Linked DNA regions of Zea mays: region 2 is linked to region 1. A link is a contact called in public Hi-C data. All regions are on one chromosome and are shown on one strand. Each heading gives the region's core, a stretch centred on a gene start, on an enhancer-like site or on the middle of the called end of the contact. The rest is flanking DNA. Distances are from core to core; before and after follow the strand shown. Region 1 has its middle 69 kb from the start of LOC103637719. Region 2 holds the start of LOC103637721.

Region 1 (7,258 bases), core at 908-3,407:
ACTAGGTTTTGTCTAAGTGTTGCTATCTCTACTACAATGTCTAAGTTTCAATCCTAAATAATCTAAGTATAAAGACAAGGTTGAAACTTAAGTGCTTAATATAAATGTGGAAGCTTAAAGAGCAAGGTAGAGATGCAAACTCTCGTGGATGACGCCGATATTTTTACCGAGGTATCCGGAACCACGCAAGGTCCTGACTAATCCTCGTTGGTGCCCCTACGCAAAGGGAAGCCCACGCGAGGGCCAAGCACCACGGCCGAGTAACTCCGTAGAGAGCCACAGGCCTTCTCCACGCGCAAGTGGTGCTTCGCTTCCGGCTGCTCTCGGACGCTCCCCTCTGTCTCCACTATTGAGCTTCCGGCCGAAAATGCCACGAGCCTCGTTCGCTTCGGTACACGGTGGTGGCCGTGACACAAACGCGGTTGTCATAGTCTCGCAAGACTCTCACCCCACTCGGTACAATTACAACGTCTCTCGCAAGAGCCGAGGGTTGTGTGGTTTTTCTAAACTCACTCAATTAACTAGGATTCATCTAGAGCAAGCGCTAAAGCGGTCTAACTTACCTAAGCACTTCGCAAAGCACCTACGCTAATCACCGAGTGATTCTATTAAGCACTTGGGTGTATGATCACTTGGAAATGTCTATTCTATGTCTTGGTATGTTGCTTGGGATCCCTGTAAAACCCAAAAAAATGTATTCAAGAGAGTATAGTCGATCTCCTTATTTTATGTGCCATATGTTCATCTTAAAAGAGCATACCTTTAATTAAGAGAGATGAATTAAAACAAATGATACAAAAATGGAATATGCATCATGCTGAGGTTTTATTTTGTGTGCATTCTGTGATAACATAAAAATAAAGTAAAAAAGGAATATATTAATACCCAAATTGGAAGTAAGACTTAAATTTGAATTTTGGGGATTAGAGGAGAAGAGCACTAGTACCACAAAATAGACATCGAAATAAATAAATAAGTAAAACTCCCTCATACCATGTTTAAGATGTACATTTTATGAGAAAATAAATGTACTAGGAAGTTTGGATTTGAAATTGGAATTTAAATTTGAAAGCAAAAGAAAGGAAAGTGAAAAAAATAAAAGAAAAATAAAAAGAAAAAAACGAATAGGGAGCTTACTGGGCCGGGACGCCATTTTCAGCCTAACCTGAACCCCTGCGTCACCGGCCTACGTTGTCCAGGGGATGCGTTTTCACTCTCTGCCGTGTGGGCTCGACTGCATGACGCAATCACGTGCGCGCCTTGGGCTCTCGGCGCCGACAGGTGGGTCCTCCGTGTAGGCCACTCGTAACCGCGCGCGTACTTAGCTGTGTCACTTCTAGGCGGGACCCGTGGGTCAGTCGGGACTTCGCTATCGGCGCGCACGACTGCAACTGCATGGTGGGACCGTCCGGTCAGCCCATGCTCCGTCTTCCTCGCCGAATCCCAACCAACATCACAGATTCGGCGGGCAGCTGGCTGACTTGTGCCCTGCGTCCATAAAAGGGGGGAGAAGATCCCCGACCCCGCACAACATCCCTCATCTACACCATTGAGAACGTTGTGCCGTGGAGAGAAAGCAGAAGGGTGGAGGGAGATCTGCCGCCGCCGCAGGATCGATCACCCACTGCTGGTGACCTCCGTCCGCGTCGACTCTCCACTGGGTGTTTGGACCCGTGACTTCATCGTCGGGTGTGAAGTGCATGCGGGGAGTTACTGGGCTTGGGAAGCCGGCCAAGCATGGGCAATTTCTCATCGGAGAAATCTTCCACCGCCGAACATTGGGGCACCGTGGCTAACTCATCTACCCCCCTTATCTACCGGTAAGGAATCCACCGACGCATTCACCTTTTCCTCCCCTTTAATTTGAACGAAGTCGTGTTCGCAGTGGGGTAGTAGAAGGCGGGGTCGATGTTCACGGCAATGGCGCCGTCGCGTTCTGCGCGCGCCGCCGTGGGGAGTTCGGCTGCAGGCGTGGGGTAGATGATGGGACGATGGCCGTTGATCCCCTAGCAAACGGCTAGGATTAGATCTTGACAAATTAAATACTGAGCGTCAGATTAGATTTGGGTGGCCATGATTTGATTAGGCGTACCCTTTCGTCTCATAAAATCATGACCGTAGAAGGCGTAATCGACGATCCCCAGCGCGTACCGATTCATTAAAAGGCTAGATCTCATCCAGGCCCTAGAATCTTGATTGTGCGGCTGAAAACCCTCGATACCTCTTCGGCCCTGGCACATTTTCTTAAGAGCCCCTGGGTTTCTTAGGAATTAACCCGCACTCCAAGCGCCAGTGGTCTGTGTCTTGGGAAGACTTCGGTTTTGCCCCCTGCACTTCTCTGTATTTGAGGCCCAGTCCAGATAATTGATAAAACCAGGAAAATTATTTAGAAAATAGTTTTTCGTACATATTTAATTGCAGAAACTTGTTTAATTTGTAAAAAATTCTTATGAACTCCAAATTGGTCCATTCTAGTTCCTAAATTTTTTGTAATATTATTGTTCATCCATTAGTGCCTCTGTTTTGGCATGAAAGACTCAGTAAAATTTATCTATTACATAATCTGGTATTAAATACATAAAATCTATGGAAAGTCACAACTAAAAATCTATAACTCCAAATTTAATGATCCCAGTTCTTATGATCTTATTTTAATGTGTAGATTATTATTGTGTATTTTATTTACATGTTTAGTGTGATGTTAATTTTTGCTATACTATGTATGTATTGTGTTGATGCGAGTAGACGAGCAAGTCATAGAGGTTCCTGAGGTTCAGCTGGTAGAGACTGCTGAGTAGGACCTCGTTGAAGGCAAGTTGTGCCCTTGATCACTTCCTTTTTACCCAGTCATGTTCTTATTAATCATAATGATCTGCATAGGTTAATTTTGATGTGACCCAATAGGTTACCCTAGATTTTGACTATCTTTATACCTTGTTTCACCACTGGTTTTACTACTAAATTTTTGGGTAGTACATGCTATTGCTTTATGTGGCTTTGGGTATAGAGATATTCACTACTCATTTTAATACTTTTTTATTATCTGTTTATTATTTACTGTTCATGGAAAGATCATTATGTTAATGGGAACATGGAGAACCACACGGGAAAACAGTGCTACCACAAGGGTTTAATGGGACGCCCTTGGCTGATTAACTAGGAAAGCTAGTGGATGACTACCTTACCCGAAAGGGGCAAGGGCAGTAGGGGAGTGGTCAGTGTAGGGAGGTCCTTGGGTTGATTTTGCTGCGATGGCGGTCATGCGAGGGATTCCTGCACTGGAGCTTCCTATAAACTGTAGCGGTTTTCTGAAGCTAGTGGAACTTTGTAAAGGCCTCGTAGTGGTACCCTGCCTCGCTTCCTTGGTAGAGGTGTATGGGGTCTGATCAACTCTGTGGCAAATGGGTAACACAACTTGTGGGTAAAGATGCGCAACCTCTGCAGAGTGTAAAACTGGTATACTAGCCGTGCTCACGGTCATGAGCGGCTCGGACACTCACTTGATTAACTTATGGAACTTAAATTCAATTTTTCATTTGCATTGCATCTAGGATTATTTTATTATTACTTTTACTTATTATTATTATGGTTTGGTATTTACTTACACTTAGTAACTGCTAATAAAATTTTGACCAAGATATAAAAGCAATGCTCAGCTTCAGCCTTTATTACATTGATTTGCCTTACACTTCACATGAACTCACACCTTTGGTGAGTTCATGCACATTATGCCCCACAACTTGTTGAGCGATGAACATGTGTGAGCTCACCCTTGCTGTCTCACACCCCCCACAGGAGAAGAACATGTTGTTCAAGTGGAGTCACACATCGAGGAGTTCGATTCGATCTAGGTGGCGTCTCCCAGTTGACTTTCTAGCGCCAAGGATGGATTTTAGATCCTGTTATAGTTATCTTTTATTTTTGTAAGTCTTCCGCTATATAATAAGTACTCTGATTATTGTGACATTTATCTCTATACACTCTGTTATTATATGTGTTGTCTTCTTTGGCGCATGTATGAGATGCACCCGGCTTTGTCCCTTAAAACCGGGTGTGACAGAAGTGGTATCAGAGAAAAATGTTGACTGTAGGACAAAACCTAGATAGAAATGGACAAAACCCTTACCTACTTACCTTACTCTGATTCTTTCTATACTTATCTTGATCCTGTCTCACCTTCTACTATTCTACTCTGATCATTCTTATCTTTTCTACTCTAAGACAAGATGTATTTCACACCTTGAAATCCTACACTTATGATCTTTTTAAGAAATAGGAAACCTAAGACAAAATTAAAATTATTTTCTTTATTTAAAAATGTTGGTTGATTGTTCTGATGATCAATGCCTGATTTGCTTCTTTGATTGATTGAAATAGTATAGACGGGCATCTTAGCATGTACCACCATAAGGTAATGAATTAGCTTTAGTAGGCAACACACTTAGCTAATAAATCCCCAAAAGTAACGTGCTTCGTAATTACATGCCTTGCCTACAGTCCTTTCTTTCTTACTCTAAGTTTCTAACCTAGATGGGCTACCCCTATAGTGTTAGAAGAGATCAGTATAGACGTGATCCTTGGTATGTCATAGTTAAGAAAGGTAAAGGAAGTTTATACACTGTGCTAAAGGAACCATAGAACTCACCAGTTCCAAAGGAGAAAGATTTGAAAGTTGGAATTGCAGTAACTACTGCCACCAGACTAGCGACATTCTTAGTAGATGGGAAGTTTGTTGGTGACAACATCCATGTGGTTAGGTGAAAGTCGCCTAGAGGGAGGGTGGATAGGCGGAATCTGAAATTTACAAACTTAAGCACACACTACAAGCCGGGGTTAGCGTTAGAATTAAATCCGAGTCCGAAAGAGAGGGAAAACAAATCAACCAAGAAATAAAGCAGATGAACACAATGATTTGTTTTACCGAGGTTCAGTTCCAAAGAACCTAGTCCCTGTTGAGGTGGTCACAAAGACCAGGTCTCTTTCAACCCTTTCCCTCTCTCAAACGGTCACTTAGACCGAGTGAGCTTTCTCCTTAATCAAACGGGTCACTTAGACCCCGCAAGGACCACCACACACTTGGTGTTTCTTGCTTTGATTACAAGTCACTTGAGAATAAGAATGGGAAAAGAAGAAAGCATGATTGCAAAATCCAAGCGACAAGAGCGACAAATAACACATAGATCACTCTCTCTCTCAAGTCACTAATCACTAATGATCACTTGTCTCAATTGTGGAACTTGGAGAGATTGGAAGCTTTGATTGTGTCTTTGAATGGATTGCTAGCTCTTGTATTGAATGTGAAGGATTGGAGTGCTTGGATGAAGTGAATGGAGGTGGTTGGGGTTGTATTTATAGCCCCCAACCACTTCCTAGCCGTTGCTCCCTTCCTGCCGACCGCGGACGGTCCGCGCCCTTGGTCCGGACGGTCCGCCCCTGCACATCAACGGCTGAAATTGAAATGGTCAGCAGTAACGGCTATATCAACGGCTACTATGCATTAAATGCGTCATCAGATGTCAGGTACCGCAATCACGGATGGTCCAGCCGTGCACCCCGGACGGTCTGCGAGGACGCTTAAAATTCATTTTACCGATCGAACCCGTCACCTTCAGGTTTTTCTGGTTCTTCACGACCACACGGTCCGCGCATGAAGCCGGACGGTCTGTGCTTGGTCTCGGACTGTGCTCGCTTCTCCATCGGACGGTCCGTAATGTTGTCTTGCGTTTATGCAGTGTTCCTGTCCGAGGGTCACCCTAGTGTCGCGGACGGTCCGCCGCAAGGGCCCGATCTGTCCGCGCTTAGGTGGTTTTTTCCAAAAAGCTTCTCCTATCCGGAATAATCTACGGTATTCTGGACAATCGATTTAGAATAGTTGTAGATGAATTTATGCACCTGTGAAATGATCAACTGAGCAAACTAGTTAGTCCACAAGGTTTGTGATGGTCGTCAAACACCAAAATCGATATAGGAAATATTGAGACTATTTCCCTTTCAATCTCCCCCTTTTTGGTGATTGATGCCAACACAAACCAAAGCAAATATAAAGTGTAGAAATGTAACTAATTTGCATTTTGACAGATGTGCATAAGTTATTTTGAAATGAAAGCATTTCTAAGTATATAAGTTTGATTTGATATTTAACATTTTGGACCACATTTGCACCACTTGTTTTGCAAATTCTTTTGGAAAATCTTTTCAAAGTCTTTTGCAAATAGTCAAAGGTATATGAACAAGGTTGCAAGAAGCATTTTTAAGATGTGAAATTTCTCCCCCTGTTTCAAATGCTTTTCCTTTGACTTTAAACAAAACTCCCCCTGAATTGAAATTCTCCTCTTAGTTTTCAAGAGGGTTTTAGTAGATACCAATTGGAAATATTTTGAAAAACTATCTTTAAATATACCAATTGAAAATAATCACACTATAAATTTTCAAAACACAATTTAAGTGGTGGTGCGGTCCTTTTGCTTTGGGCTAATACTTTCTCCCCCTTTGGCATTAATCGCCAAAAACGGAGACTTCGAAAGCCATTTTTACTTTCTCCCCATTGGTATAAGAAAATATGAGTGAAGGATTATACTAATTTGGAGTGATGTGGAGTGACGGCGAAGGGTAAATAATGATGATAGAGTGAAGTGGAAGCCTTGTCTTCGCCGAAGACTCCTTTTCCCTTTCAATCTACGACTTAGCATAGAAATACACTTGAAAACACATTAGTCGTAGACATAAAAGAGATATGATCAAAGGTATATAAATGAGCTATGTGTGCAATGTTTCAATCAAAATTCCGAGAATCAAGAATGTTTAGCTCATTCCTAAGTTTGGTAAAGGTTTTCTTATCTAATGGTTTGGTAAAGATATCGGGTAGTTGTTCTTTGGTGCTAACATAAGCCATGCGGATTGCACTCTCATTGTCACATAGGAGAGGGACTTTGCTCAATTTGTAGCCATAGTCCCTGAGGGTTTGCCTCATCCAAAGTAATTGCGCACAACAATGGCCTGCGGCAATATACTCGGTTTTGGCGGTGGAAAGAGCCACTGAGTTTTGTTTCTTTGAAGCCCAAGACACCAGGGATCTCCCTAGAAACCGACAAGTCCCTGATGTGCTCTTTCTATCAATTCTACACCCTGCCCAATCAGCATCTGAATATCCTATTAAATCAAAAGTGGATCCCTTGGGGTACCAAAGACCAAACTTAGGAGTGTAAACTAAATATCTCATGATTCTTTTCACGGCCCTAAGGTGAACTTCCTTAGGATC
Region 2 (6,999 bases), core at 4,358-6,857, 280 kb before region 1:
ACTATAAATTCGGAACACGTCTGGCCGACTAGTGTAATCCTAGAGGTTTTATGTAGGGGACGAAATTGCCTGATGATCGAGATATTCTTTCATTTTCGATTCTAGTGAGATCGTCCGCTTGTGAAGAGCAGATCGAGAGCCGTTCGCTTCATTCCTCCTCTTGTCTGCTCTGCTGTCAGTCTGCTCTGAGGAGGAAGGAGTCAGTACTCAGTCAGACTGTGTTCACCGCATCCCTCTTCACTCCCCCTCCCCTAATACTGTAGCTCCTGTAGGGGCTACAGTAAACCCCTACCCCCTTCACCGCATCCCTCTTCCTCCTCCTCTCCCCTCCCGTTTCCTTCTCTCTCCCGCTAAATGGATGGGGACGCTAGAGCGCTCGCCTCCCCCTCGGTCGGTAGCTTCCCAGAGAAGCGCGCGCGATCGGAAAACTCCGTCGAGCGACCTCCAGGCGATTCAACCGCGACCGCGACGCCGCCGGAGAAGGTAGTCGTGCTTCCGCGCACGGCACCGAATCCTTTGTATTCGTCGGGCCGGCGAGCATCAGAGGAAGTTGTGGCCGCGGATCCGTCGGCTTGCTTCGTGGAGCGGCCACCCCGCCGATCCGTGCGAAGGCGCCGCCGCCGGTCGTCCCTGTCCGCCGGTGCTGCGTTTGCTGGGAGGAGATCAACGGGAGTTCGTCGATTCGCCGAGAGATCTACGCTCACCCGATCTGCGTCATTTGAGCTTCAAGGTCCTAGGTACGTGTCCCCTGCTCCATGTTCTACATCTCCCATTCAATCTGTGTCTCAAATCAACCTGATTTCGATGAACCCTAGGGTTAACTTATACTTAGGTTGTTTACATAGATCCATTTAATTGTTCATGGCCAACTTGGACAAATAGGGTTTACTGTCTACTCCGAATCGCCTAAAATGGTCAATTGATCCGTCGTTACCATGTACACCAACAAATCTGGTTTCAGTTTATCCACCAACTGTATACACCATGAATACTCTTGTATGGTTTTCATATTCGTCATCCTGTACTGGTCATTTAACTGTATCCACCAACGTGTAAGAGGTCAATTATGTTGCTGTAATGTTGTTTGTATGGTGATTGCTGAATGTTGCGCCTACTGAATTTAATGTTCTTGTTGCTATGCGAACATCTAAGTACCATTTACCGGAGACTTCCCCAAGACATCCCCTTTTTGTTGCATATCACATTTTTGTAAATTTCTTAGTACCTCTGTGTATGGTTTGTAGTCAGGTGTCATACATTTATGGTTGCATGACTAAGCATTGCATGGAACTGACCATACCTTTACTTATTATGCAGCTTGACATATTTAATTTCCTTATTTGACGTCCACTTCAACTAACTGAGGTTCTAAATCCTTTATTCGCTTATGTTATTTGTTTTTATGAATCTGCTTAAGTGTACTGTACATGTTTGTTGTCTGTGCTTCCATGTTTGTTATGCAAGTTTGTTTTTTCTAAGCAAGTAACATATGCACCAAGCCAGGGATAGTGTGTTCAAATACTGGACAGTGCTTCACCAATTCACCCAACAATTATTTCGTAACTGCCTAGCACTGTGTGGTTCCTTACTTGTCCTCATTACTTTATTATATTGCATACCTACAGCTGTTTGCTATGTGACTACAAGACTTCTATTTAACCAAATAGTCACAACACTTCCCTAATTTTTTTTATGTATGCACCTTGTCTAGCCAAGGAGCAACAACTTGAGGATTCCAATCAAGATGAGCAGCCATGATGCCAAAGTGCTGCAAAACTTGGTCCTCATTCTTGCTTCCTCTGTGGAAACTGGTGCTTTCAATATTAGGACGTTTTTAGAAGAGGCTTTCCGTCATTTGGGTGACGAGCCTTACCTTCTCAATGCTCTTCTTGCTATTCGTAAGGAGGTAGACAAGATGGAGCAGGATGCACTGGAGAGCAAAGCACGGTCTGACCCAGAGAAGGAGAGGATGGAGGAACAAATTCACCTTGCTGAGCCTGCAAAGACAAGGCCTAGACAATTCACTTACACCCCCCTTCCTCACCAGAATTGTACGAGCCCAGTGACAATGACTCCTACGACTCGGACAGGTCCACTAGGTATAGCATTTGGAACCTGTAAGAGTGGTACCTCGACCTTTGTCGTAGTGGCACATATGCATCCAAATAAATTAGGAACTTCTGTGTTATGTCTGTGATGCATGCGTAACCAATGTAGGACTGCTTCAAGCTAATGTTCGATTTGTAAGAACCTTGTGTCGAATGCTTCATCCTTTTAAATGAATGTATGCGAATGGGTGCATCCTTATGATCATTTTCTGTCACCGTAATGTGCAATTAATTCGAGTTAGTATTTTATGCTCCAACTTTGTTATCTGTTGTCCTTCTTAATGTATCTATGTATTTGATTCCAGAATGGGTGAGAACAACTCAAATACACCTTTTCGACCACCTGGTGGCAGCCCCAATTCAGGTAACCAAATCTTCCCCCCACCCCTGTGGGATCCTCAGATGTGGCAGCCCCAAGGTTTGGACCCAACACAGCCTTCTATGTTTAGTAATCCTACATCCCATATGACCAATCCTATCTGGTCCCAGGGACATAATGACCCTTCTCTATATACCTTCCGTAGTCCATGGAACCCATATTTTGGAATGACGAATCCTGGGGGTCCTCCTACACAAACATCTTTCGGTCAACCACAGCTGGTACCACCCATTCAATGTCCTCAGGTTTCCACCCATGTACCAAACCAGACAGACCCTGTCAATTTTGAATCCGAAGCAGAACACAGTGTCCAGGAAGTTAACAGCCCTACCAAACCTTCTGATACACCTGGGACTTTTAGGAGGACAAAGGAACAGAACTTCAAACCTGATGAAGACCTGTTGCTTTGCAAAACATGGCTAGAGATTAGTAGTGACCCAGTTATTAGCACAGGGCAGAGGAAGGAGGGTTTGTGGGCTAGAATTGAGAAAAGGTACAATGAACTTAGAGGTGAGTTTCCTTTGAGGCTAAATAGGGCTCTCAGCAGCAGGTGGGACAAAATAAGAGCTGAAACAGGAAAATTTGCTGGATTCTATGCAAGAGTCCTAAGGGAAAACCAGAGTGGCCTCACAGATAACGACAAGGTAAACTGATATTAATTTCGAATAAGTTTTGTATGTCAATGTATCTGTAATCGTACTGGTATACGTTGACTCATGTGTGGTTGTCATTCTTGTGTAGACATCGAAAGCTGCAACTCTTTATGCAACCTCACAGAAAAAGCCATTTCATTTCATGCATTGCTGGACGCGCCTTAAAAACGAACCGAAATGGGATGCCATGGTTCATGGGAGCCCCTGGAGAGGCACTGCGGGGACGGAGCCTGCCCGTAGTCTTACACCTACAGGCTCTGTTAATGAAGTTGAATATGATGAAGGTGGTTCACGAGGGAAGAGACCATTAGGACGTGACTCCGCGAAAGCTTCAAGGAAGAAGTCAATGTCCACTTCATCTCAGTCTACTGACTACCTTTCTAAAATCCATGACATGCAAGTAGCAAGATTCAAGCAAAGTGAAGAAAAATCAGACCAAAAGCAGCAGAACATTGAGTTCATGAAGGAAGTTGAACTGAAGAAGTTGGAGGTGCAATCCAAGGAAATACAAGTACAGGAAAAAAATTGATGATGGAAGATAGGAAGCAAAAAGACGAAGAGCTCAACAAACTTTATGCTATGGACATGGATGCTTTACCTGAAGAATTGAGAGCTGTTTACATCGCAAGGAGAAAAGGTTTAATCGAATATTTCATCAACAATCCTGTGTGACGAGTACTACTGTTTTCCATAAGGTGTTTGTCACCTTTGTATCGGCGAACCGTGGTCGTCTGTGTTTCGACATGTCTATTTTAGAGTGGTTGAACAATTCCTTAGTTGTTTCAGTTCATCAGCTTGGTTTTTGAACATTGTTTATTTTCACATAATTGATATTCATAATAAGGATTCTGATACATGACTTCAAGTTTGGAAACTTATGCAACTAATTTGTACCAGAGGCATTACACTTAGAAGGAACTATCACTTCTCTACCAGGGACATACATAGCACATACGACATCTAGTCCTGGTACACAACGTTGACTTCATAATTGAAAGTGAACAACATTGGTATAGCACATCCTTTGGAAACTAGGCATCAACCCATGGAGCCTCGACGAGCCCAGAGGTGTTCTATGAGGTTGTGCTGTAAAGACAAGTAAGTTGCCTGACATGTGAGATCCTGGTCCGGATCGTTTGGTAACTCTGAGCGGATATGATTGTTCAGCCACTCGTTGCGGACCTCAGGAGTATTGTTACACGGCTCTGGTGGCCCAGAGGGGCCAATGAAGTCCACATTAGCTGCACCATCTCCTTCGTCCTCGACAATCATGTTGTGCATAATAATGCAAGCAGTCATCATGTCTGCAAGGTGATTACGATCCCAACCATAAGCGGGTCCACGTAGAACAGCCCACCTTGCCTGCAAAACTCCAAATGCTCGCTCAATGTCTTTTCGACAACTCTCTTGCTTGGTTGTAAAGTGAACCTTTTTTTCCTCAAATGCGTGGCGAATAGCTTTTACAAAGGTAGGCCAATTTGGATATATGCCATCTGCTAAGTAGTATCCGAAATTGTAAGTGGTCCCATTAATAGTGAAGTGCACTGGTGGCATCGTCCCGTTACGTAACGGATCAAACACAGGTGACCGATGAAGCACGTTGAGATCATTGTTCGTACCAGGCATTCCAAAGAAGGCATGCCAAATCCACAAATCGTACCCTGCGACTGCCTCTAGTATCATTGTTGGCCTCGAATTGCGCCCACAAAACTGTCCGCGCCATGCAGTAGGACAGTTGCGCCATTCCCAATGCATACAATCAATAGAGCCAAGCATACCCGGAAACCCCCTGTCGGCGTTTACACGTAGTATGCGAGCAATGTCGTCGTGGTTAGGGATACGAAGGTATCGTTCGCTAAAGCAAGAGATGATTGCGCGACAAAAACGGATAAGGCAGTCTCTAGCGGTAGTCTGTCCAATCTGTATGTACTCATCTACCGCATCGGTTGGTAACCCATACGCAAGGATACGCAATGCAGCACAAACCTTTTGCAATGGACCAAGCCCTGCTAAACCGGTTGCATCAGAACGAATAGTGAAGTATTCGTCTTCTCGCTGAACGGCACGAAGGATACGTAGGAACAAAGGACGATGCATCCGAAACCTGTGCACGATAATAAAGCAAAAAATTAACAAAACAAACCTAGAAATGAAAGTAAAATCATAACTTACGAAATGTACCTTCGACGAAATACATGTGATGGATACACAGGATTAGGTCCGAAGTAGTGATGTTTGATGAGATTTTCTCCAGCAGCGTGGTCCCTATGGATAACTCGGCGAGGCAATGAGGAGCGCCTACGCCGCGTGCTCGTGTCTCCTACTACAAGGTGCTCAACATGTTGGGCAAGCAACAAGGTATCGATCTCATCGTCGGAATCGTCGGATGACGACGAGAACACAAGGCTTTTCAATGACTCCATGACGACCTAAACTACGAGTCGTACTACGGACTTCTTAAGGAATGGCGGATGATATAGAAGAGGTGAGTGTGTAGATGAATGGAGCATGTGCCCAGGGGTACCTTATTTATAGGTGCCCTAGGTGTGTGAAGGAAGCCAGACGGTCGTGGCTTCCGGTAGAAGCCAGTCGTGTCGTGGAAGCCAGTCGTGTCGTGGACTAGAAGAATGAAAATTTGTATTTCTAAAAAACATAAATTCGGACCGTATTTATACTAACGTATGAATAGTAATTATTAAGGTCGCTAATTACATGTGGACCAAAATTCGCCGGTGTACTAAGCAATTAATAAATAATAACAATTTAAAGATTTCATGGTAGTTGAGTTAGTTGATGATGAAAATATATAATATTGGTGTGGTGGGGTATAGAGGATTGTTATAGGGGGAACCGCTGTAGAGCGTGGATATATAGGGGGAGAGAGATTGCTGACGTGGCACGTGAGTGGGATATAGGGGGACAAATTTAGGGGAACCGCTGAAGACAGTCTCAGGTCGAGATCGAAACCGACTCCGCTTCCGCCTTCCCCGCCGTTGGGGTTCATCAGCAGTTCGCAGGGTAAAGAAAGGGCGGCCGCGATGTGGGTGGAAATCCTGTGCGGCCTGGTGGTCTACAAGATCATCCAACGCGTCTTCTTCGCCGGCGGCGACGACGCTTCCTACCTCGCCGACCTCGACTCCTCCCACTCCGATCTCTGCTTCGCCGTCGCCTCCAGGTTCCACTCCTTCCCCCACTCTGACTCTTTATGGACAAGAGAAACCCACCCTACTGACCCCACCGTCGGTTCCGATTCCCCCTTCCAGGCTCGAGAAGCTCTACGCCGGTCGATGCTTCGTCGGTCTCCGCATCCCCGACCCCGACGCCGGCGAGCGCCAGCATATCGACGTTGTCCTCGTTACCAAGAGGTCAGTCTGTCCTGCCACTTCGCAATTTCCAACCTCGTCAGCTAGAATGTTTTTTTGTTCCTTTTAAGAAATTATCAGGAGCGAAGATATGTGCAGCTATCAATTGGGTATACTGCCTTGAGATTACAGAGATAATGCATTGCAGAACGATGATGTTAGTGCCAAAAAATTGTAGGGTGCCTGATCTATTAGTCCTTTTGTTTTTCTCAAGTGCCCAATCTCACTCTTTTTTTGAGCGATAACGGCAGGAGCTGTACCTTTCAATTAAGAAGAATGGAAATGACCCAACTTTAACTTTTTAAGGAAAACGCCCAAAACCTACACAGAGTGCACAAACAACAAACAGAAACAACCTAGACATCGGCATCCACACACACAAAACCCATCCAAAGTCACCATTGCCGAGCTCAACACAAGGGATGGGCAACTCCGACTCCGCAAGACGGGCCGCACATGGCCAAGGAACACGACGACGCTAACACCCAAACACCGGA

Evidence for each region. Hi-C and Micro-C count contacts between places; a contact is called where the count stands out from the background.
Region 2: a Hi-C map of ear shows a contact between it and region 1, with 2.2 times the contacts expected there. The contact joins the promoter of LOC103637721 here to the enhancer-like site in region 1. A contact is called at or near these places in 2 of 25 Hi-C or Micro-C datasets (ear and tassel).

Annotation. Positions count from the first base shown.
Region 1 is chr1:103,842,115-103,849,372 of Zm-B73-REFERENCE-NAM-5.0, reverse strand. No RefSeq gene overlaps it. Among protein-coding and RNA genes, the nearest start is that of LOC103637719, 69 kb to the left of the region's middle. Within about 2 kb of position 2,157, at least 16 of the 20 cell types and tissues checked have an H3K27ac peak or open chromatin away from gene starts, as enhancers often do. A contact at or near this core is called in ear and tassel, where this site is marked.
Region 2 is chr1:104,121,060-104,128,058 of Zm-B73-REFERENCE-NAM-5.0, reverse strand. It overlaps LOC103637721, which reads right to left and starts at 5,607. Exons shown (of 2, transcript XM_020547163.2): 1 at 5,322-5,607; 2 at 3,993-5,244. The coding sequence starts at 5,563. The coding sequence ends at 4,179. It also overlaps a transcript of LOC100278967 not described here.